2 separate regions of the Mus musculus genome follow, and region 2 is linked to region 1. The links are chromatin contacts, called in public Hi-C maps. All regions are on one chromosome and are shown on one strand. Each heading gives the region's core, a stretch centred on a gene start, on an enhancer-like site or on the middle of the called end of the contact. The rest is flanking DNA. Distances are from core to core; before and after follow the strand shown.

Region 1 (3,771 bases), core at 60-2,559:
TTGTGGGGATAGACAGATAGACTGCCTGTTTATAGATTAATAAATGGGTCCTTCACCAAGTTTCCAGTTGTGTGAGTGTTTTCTATATCAATTCCCCAGCTAATGGTGATGGAGTACACATGTTCACATTCATCAAGGTGACATAAGTCTGAGATGATTGGACAATGTTGTTCACAAAGAATGAGCCAATAAATATTCTTAATCTGTACCAGTGTAGCTCTCATACAAATAAAATATAGCGTTCTAGTTTCATTTCTGTTGCTGTGATAAAATACCCTGACAAAAAGGAAGGAACTTAGAGGAAAGAGTTTTTCAGCTTACATTTCTAGGTTATTGCCCATCACCATGGGGAAGTCAAGCCAGGAACCTCAAACAGCTAGACACCTGACATCCACAGTCAAGAGTGGAGAGAAAGGAATGGAAACATACTGCTTGCTTACTCATCTTCATTTTCCACTCATAAAGTTCAGCACCCACTGCCTAAGGAATGGTGCTGCCCACAGTGGTCTGGGTCTTCTCACACCAGTTAACTAAGAGGGTTCATCACAGACGTGCCATTAGGTCAACCCAGTACGGACAGTCCCTCATTGAAGCTTTTCTTCGAAGGTGATTCTAAGTTGTGTCAAATTGACAAATTAAAACTGGCCATGGATTACAGCTACTACTTCATTAGGAATGACTGTTCTCCATGAAAGGGACTACCTTTTACGTTTGGAAGCCATTTTTGTTACCAGAATATTTCTTTTCCTTTTGACCTAGTCACTTTCTGAAAAGAGTTAATGGGCTGGAAAAATGATTACTTGAGAATTTGCAGAAGAGTCCAAGCCCTGGGGTATTTATGGTCACATGACCACAGTGTAGAAGTGAAGGCCAGAGGACAAGTTCCAGAAATCAGTTTTCCCCTTCTGCCTTGCTTTGAGGCAGGAGCTCTCTTGTTTCTCTCACTGTGTTGCAATCTCCAAACTAGCTGACACAGAAGCTTCCAGCTAATTCTCCATGTCTACCTCTATCTTGCCAGAGGATGGTGGCGATTGCAGATGTACTACCACAGCTAACTTTGTACATGTGCTTTGGGGATTAAACCCAGGTTTTCAGGTTTTTATGGTAAGACACTAAAAGTCCATTTTCTTAAAAGTCTATTTCTTGTGATTGGGTTTTGTCAGTTTGACAGAAACTCAGACATATCTGGGAAAGTGGGAATCTAAACTGAGATGATAACTCCAAAAATGTGGCCTGTAGGCAAGTCTATTGAGTTACCTTCTTGATTAATGATTGATGTAGAAGCCTGCACCACCACACTGTATGGCACCATTCCTGGACAGATGGTCCTGTTGCGTAAGGGAGGTAGGCTATGCAAGAGCTGAGGAGCAAACCAGTGAGCAATTGCCCTTCACATGCCCTTTGCTTCAGTCCCTGCCTCAAGTTTCTGCCCTGACTTTCTTCAGTGATGGACTGCAATGTGGCCTATAAGCTGAAATAAAAGCTTTCCTTCCCAAGTTGTTTGTGGCCATTGTGTTTTATCACAGCAAGAGACAGTTAACTAAAATACCATCCTAATGTTCATTTCTTAGGTGAGGCTTACATGTCTGTCCTTTTTTAAAAAAGCTTTTTACCTATTGGTAAACGTTGTTACTGTCTCTTTGTTCTTCTTTTTATGCCTAGATGACTCTGTGGCCAAATTATACATGCAGTTAGCTCTTACAGTAAATATTACAGACACGCCAAACAGAAACCCAGGCATTCAGGTTGTCCAAGTGGTTTTTATAATTGTGGTTCTAACTCTGATACTAGTTCAAAAGAATATAGGAAGTGACTCTGTAATGGATACTAAACACATCTGCTTTATTCTCCAAATCTCTTTCTTTTTAACCCAAGCCCAACCAACATACGTATGCCCAGAGGAATTTCCTTCCTCCTTGAAAATCCTTTGAATAGTTGACTCAGCCATGGTTTCTGTGTTTGCTGACAAATGGAGAATCAGCTGTAGGCCATGCAGGTCAGGGTATTCTTGGTTGCTGTTTCTAAGTGAAAACTTTCTTTAGATAACATAAATTTAACACAAGTAGGAAGAAAGGGCATCTCTGTAGATGAGGCTGAGGTTTTTGTGGCACAGAACCACAAATATCCCAAGTCTTGGACACTTCATTAGAACACTCAAGTAAGCATTTTTCCAACCCATTACCTCTTTTCAGAGAGTGATTAAATTAGTTAGTTAGGTTAGAACACAGAGAGTTTATGGAGCCGCTCAGATCAAGAGCCCAAGTCATTTGACCAGAGGATGATGCTGTTTGGGGAACATTACCTAGTGTGTGAGTTTAGAATTTTATGGTGCAGCATTTACATTGTTTTCTACCTGTTAAGCTGCTGTTCGAGTTGCAAGGTTGCCTGTACCTACATAGTGCTAGAAGTCCATATGCATTTTGCTTATATGCACCTAACATAAATAAGTAATGAGATTGTTGGTGCTTATGTAACTTCAGAGCTGGGCAACAACTGTATAATACAGTCATTTTAACTCTGGTGCTCCTCAGACAGTCACTGTTAGCAGGTTGGAGGCCTCCCTCACAGAGCTCAGATACAGCCTAATCATCATTATCAATACCAAACAGCCAATTACAATGCATATGATCACCATGTCTTCAGTATTTGTTCAGCTACCTTGTTCTGAAAATGAGTATTCATTTTCTCTCTGAAGATAGATTTTTGTCATTATAGTTTTCTTGGTCATAATTACAAATTAAACAGTATCAAAGGCATAAATCTCGGTCAGAAGAGGGTCATCGGGCTGCACGGAAGGATCTGCACGTCGGATTCTCCCTCTAGCTCAGACCACAGTCAGGTTTTGAAGACCAAGATGTACTTTTCTACTGTGAATGCTATCTTTAGCTCTTTCTAAACAGACACTGTACTTCAAGAAACTCTGGGAAATTCTTTTACAAATGAACAAAGCATTTTAGGTTGTAGAGAGCCAAGCTCATTTGGTCTTCCCCAGAGAAGAGCACACCAACTGGCTGTCCAGTGCCGAATGGTCATCCCTGAGCACATACATGCAAGTAACATTGACTACAGGGCTATATTTAGGAATATACAAGTATAAACATAGATGGATGCAGCAATAATTAGTGATAAAAAGAGGCCATGAATTTGAAAGAGAGTTGGGGGTGCTGTGAAATCCTTGGAAGAAGCAAAGAGAAAGGAAAAGTGTAATTGTTATTTATGAATTTTATGCTAGATTTTATTCCCCCAATACACCCTCTGACTGTTACATATCCCATACCTACTCCCTACCGCCCTGTCTACACGAGGATGTCCCCACCACTCACACCCATCCCACATGACCTCTAAACTTCCTGGTTCCTCCAGTCTCTTGAGGGTTAGGTACATCATCTCTGATTGAACACAAACCTAGCAGTCCTCTGCTGTATATGTGTTGGGGGCCTTATATCAGCTGGTGTATGCTGCCTTTTTGGTGGTCCAGTGTTTGCTAGATCTTGGGGATCCAGATTGATTGAGACAGCAGGTCCTCTTAGAGGTTTGCCCTCCTCAGATTCTTTCCACCTTTCCCTGATTCAACCACAAGGGTCAGCAGCTTCTGTCCGTTGGTTGGGTGCAAATATCTGGAAATGACTCTCTCAGCTGCTTTTTGGGTTATGCTAGGTCCCTTTTTGTGAGCGCTCTATAGCAATTTTATGAGGTCCCATTTATCAATTCTTGATCTTAGAGCATGAGCCATTGGAGTTCTGTTCAGGAAATTTCCCCCTGTGCCAATGA
Region 2 (3,783 bases), core at 1,022-3,521, 140 kb before region 1:
TTTGTTTAAGATAGTTTATGTAGCCCAGGCTGGCCTTAAAGTCATTCTGTTGCTGACGATGATCTTGAACTTGTTCCTGTCTGCCTCCCGAGTGGGAGGATTATAGGCTTGTAGCATTATCTCTGGCTCATGTGCTCCAGGACTCAAACCCAGGACCGCGGGCATCATGTAGGTGAGAATTCTAACAAATGAGGTATCCATAGGACTGAAGTCTCACAAATCTTGTTCTTATCTTATACTATAACACGCTCATTTCACATGAGTCTCACGTCAGACGTTCAGCAGATACTGTGTCAGCTGGGCTATCTGGGACAGTGTAGTTCTGGACACTAGAAGGATTTGAATGTACCTACAGCCTTAGGGCTCAGTTTTTTCCTGCTAGTCTTGGAGAAGCACCCTACTGTGCTCTGTAACCCAGTAAAGGATGATTCCCTAGACTTATCCAAAAGGGACAAGTTTTGTTTTAGGGGTTTGAAAATGAGAACAAAAAAGTAAAGTGAAGTTGGTCTTAGCTTTTCCTTGGCCCATTTTTCAAGGCCGAGGCAGAGTCCTGGTGTTGAGGCAGCAGCTCATTCAGTGAGCAAGCAGACAAGCAAGCAGGCAGGTTCACACTCAGAGAGCAGCTCATTCAGTGAGCAAGCAGACAAGCAAGCGGGCAGGTTCACACTCAGAGAGTAGTTGCTCTAGACTGAGGGAGCATCTAGTTTCTGATGTTGGATTCTGTTGATCCGAGAGGAAATTGATGACATTTAAAAGGAGATGCTGAAATTGTAGGTTTAAAATGGAACAAACTGATAGTGAGTGTGAAAGGAGGTGTCTGTGTCATTGTCACTGGGATTGTCTACAGACAGCCAAGGAAAAGAATCTGGCCGAACTCCACAGTGCTCCTGTTCTCACCACTGCAGAGTGACAGGAGCCACAAGAACACTCTTACCAAATATGTTTGAGGGTAAGATTAAAGCTGTGAAGATGTATGTCTTCCTGATGGTGCTGAGATTTTATATATGAATGAGAGAGAGAGAGAGGCTGGGCTATAAAACCTTAAGAGGTCTACTTTGCCTTCTCAGGTTTTGACTCCTCAAGATTTACAACTTTTCAAAATGGCCCCACCAGTTGTGGTCTTCATGAACCTATGGGTACTACTTTATATTTTAGCTACAATGGACATTTTGAAGTAAAATGATATATTATTAAAGTTTTTGAAAATGTGCCTTGATATTAGGTATACCTATGTTCCAGTGTAGTCCCTGCATCCCCCTTCCTACATCTCTTTCTTTCATGGTATCTGAACCCATATACCCGGTCGTCTGGATCTGCCATGTTTGTAACTCTCTTGGACCAAACAGAATGCTACCTCTCAGCTCCCAAACGTTCTCATTGCTCCACATCTTCTGTGGTCCTCTTTTGTATTTAGTCAGTTACCAAATCTTGTCAATAATTAGCTTAGCATTTTTACTTTATTGACAGAGAAGCAGGCAATGTAAGGTTAAAACACTTGTCAACATTGTGAAGTTAATAATCAACATAGACGGGATTTGCCCCCAGCTCTGTTAGATTAGATACTGCCCCTCATGCCTTTTCCTCATGGCTGACTCTTGGTGATGCTCTAGGGAGATGGTTTGTGTGCGTCAGCATGTTTAAGATGGAAAATGCGTATTAATAAAATTAGAAGGTTGTATTAAAACTTGATATAGAAGGATCTTAGATGCAGTTTATAAGACCTGTAATTTGTGGATATTAATGATTCATTTTGTTGTTTCTCTTTGGGCAACAGAACATTTTGCTGTCTGGTTGTAGAAGCTTGTTAAACTTGAACATTTGTTAAAGTGGTCAATGCTAAACTATTGTTTCTGGAATACAATTTATAGTTATAAGATTTTGAACAAGATCCTCATTGCCTTGCATTGAAAACAGGTTTATGCCTAACTGAAGAGAATAAGTTTGGCTTGGTAAATTAAGCTTTTACCATATGAGCAGTTCACTTATGCAGAAGTTTACAAGAGCATCTGAGTATGCTCTAAAGAAGGACCGATTGGGCTGGAGAGATGGCCCAGCGGCTACAGCTGCATCCACGCCTCATCCACCTGACTTTGATTCCTGGGACCAATGCTAGAAGTAGAGAACTGATTGCGTGCGTGCACACACACACACACACACACACACACACACACACACAATAAATATCTCTAGGAGCCTTAATAAGGCATATCAATGCGTGCTTTCTTTTCATTTGGACTATGGAATTCAGAGGTGGTGAGAGCAAACCCACTGTGCACAGGACTGGTGTGTACACTGCCCTTTAGTTCTCTAAGCTGCACGGAGGATGTTGGTATAACTCAGAAGTGCTGTGATATAAACACAGATAAAACATGGGGCACTGCCACTCAATCTTCAGAATCTCTACAATTTGTTCCTTATTGTCTTCACATTGACTGAGGCTCTTGGCATTTCATTAAGCAGGAAAAAGTATATATGAAAACCTCCAGTTTTTTTTTTTTTTTTTTTTTTTTTTAAACTCAGGAAGGAGAATTAAATGGAGAAATTAATCTTCTCTGAGCTAGCGACATCCATCTGAGATGCAGATGGGAGCTCTCACTGGTATCGGCTAGCTTGGGCTGCTTTCAGCTAGAGCATGTTTCCATTCATCAATATAAGAACTTAACTCTGTTTTATATAATTACATCCTGAAGCCTGGCAAATTACTCGCCATTAAGGAATTGTACTTCCTGTCTTAAGGGAGCTGCTCCCCACTGACACTGAGTGGCAGCTGCTGTTGATCCTGAGACAGTTAAACACAGCAGCCTCCGGAACTATTGAGGCTTTGCCATGCGCGGTTGAGGTCTTCCTTTGTACTGAGCGGATCTTTGTCTTACAGTGACAGTCAAGGCTAGCTTTGATCTCTGTGAAGTAAATACTCATTTTAGCAGCCTCTCATGAGTCTCAGGATCAGCAATGCAATGATATAATTTGAGTCCCCTGGGTGTGTGTTCCCCTGAAGTTCAAGAAGGTCTGCTTTCCAGAGCTAGCAGTGCTGGTGCCAGAATGAAAGTTCTTGGGCTGAGTCTAATGTCTTTCTGCCTGCCAGTGGCCTCTTTGGTGCTTTTACCATTTCTGAACCTGATTCTCTGGCCTTGATGAGTACGTGAGCTTCCTAATACTGTTTTTTTTTGTTTGTTAGTGGTGTTGTTTTGTTTTTGTCTTTTTTATTTTGTTGCGAGTGCCTCTGTGTGTATATGTGTGTGTGTGTGTGTGTGTGTGTGTGTGTACGTGTACATGTGATTATTTCATGTGGAGCACCTTTTCTTTTGACGCCCTTCCCTCCTTTCCTCTACCCCTTTGTGTAGCTTAGTCTTGCACTTGGGCTCTGACTACTGCTAGGCCAGCCTTGTAATGAAGGATCTACATCCACATCCCACAGAGTTACCTTCTGGTTGGTGCTAGTAAGCCTGGCTTGTCCAGATGAAAAGCACTCAACATAGGTCCTGGACATGGAGGTTCACCATAGCAGTGTTGTGCTGCAGGAAGTTACCACCTATGCAAGCTATGCACGGGTTCCTAAGAGTATCTGAGTTGACATTAATAGTTGGCCTAACTGTATTCCTGGAAATAATTCCATTCATCAGCCTTTAATGACATTTCCCATTATATGTATTTTAGCAGAGAAATCGCTCTCTTCTAAAATGTTCTTTCTCTTTTTTCTGGTTCTTCAAATATGAATGGGCTTCTCCTTGGAAGACCTCAGGGCAGGGTTATCCTTTCAGTAACTGTCTTGTGTCCCTGAAC

The links. A called contact is a pair of places that touch in the nucleus more often than the background predicts.
Region 2: a contact with region 1 is called in a Hi-C map of liver, with 1.6 times the contacts expected there. The contact joins two enhancer-like sites. A contact is called at or near these places in 1 of 15 datasets of contacts at CTCF or cohesin (the NIH/3T3 cell line) and 3 of 484 Hi-C or Micro-C datasets (CD4 T cells and liver).

The regions. Positions count from the first base shown.
Region 1 is chr6:95,509,474-95,513,244 of GRCm38.p6, reverse strand. All of the region lies in intron 9 of Suclg2 (succinate-Coenzyme A ligase, GDP-forming, beta subunit), which reads left to right. Among named protein-coding and RNA genes, the nearest start is that of AY512915, 180 kb to the right of the region's middle. Within about 2 kb of position 1,309, at least 6 of the 459 cell types and tissues checked have an H3K27ac peak or open chromatin away from gene starts, as enhancers often do. A contact at or near this core is called in liver, where this site is marked.
Region 2 is chr6:95,650,664-95,654,446 of GRCm38.p6, reverse strand. All of the region lies in intron 2 of Suclg2 (succinate-Coenzyme A ligase, GDP-forming, beta subunit), which reads left to right. Among named protein-coding and RNA genes, the nearest start is that of Suclg2, 66 kb to the left of the region's middle. Within about 2 kb of position 2,271, at least 36 of the 459 cell types and tissues checked have an H3K27ac peak or open chromatin away from gene starts, as enhancers often do. A contact at or near this core is called in liver, where this site is marked.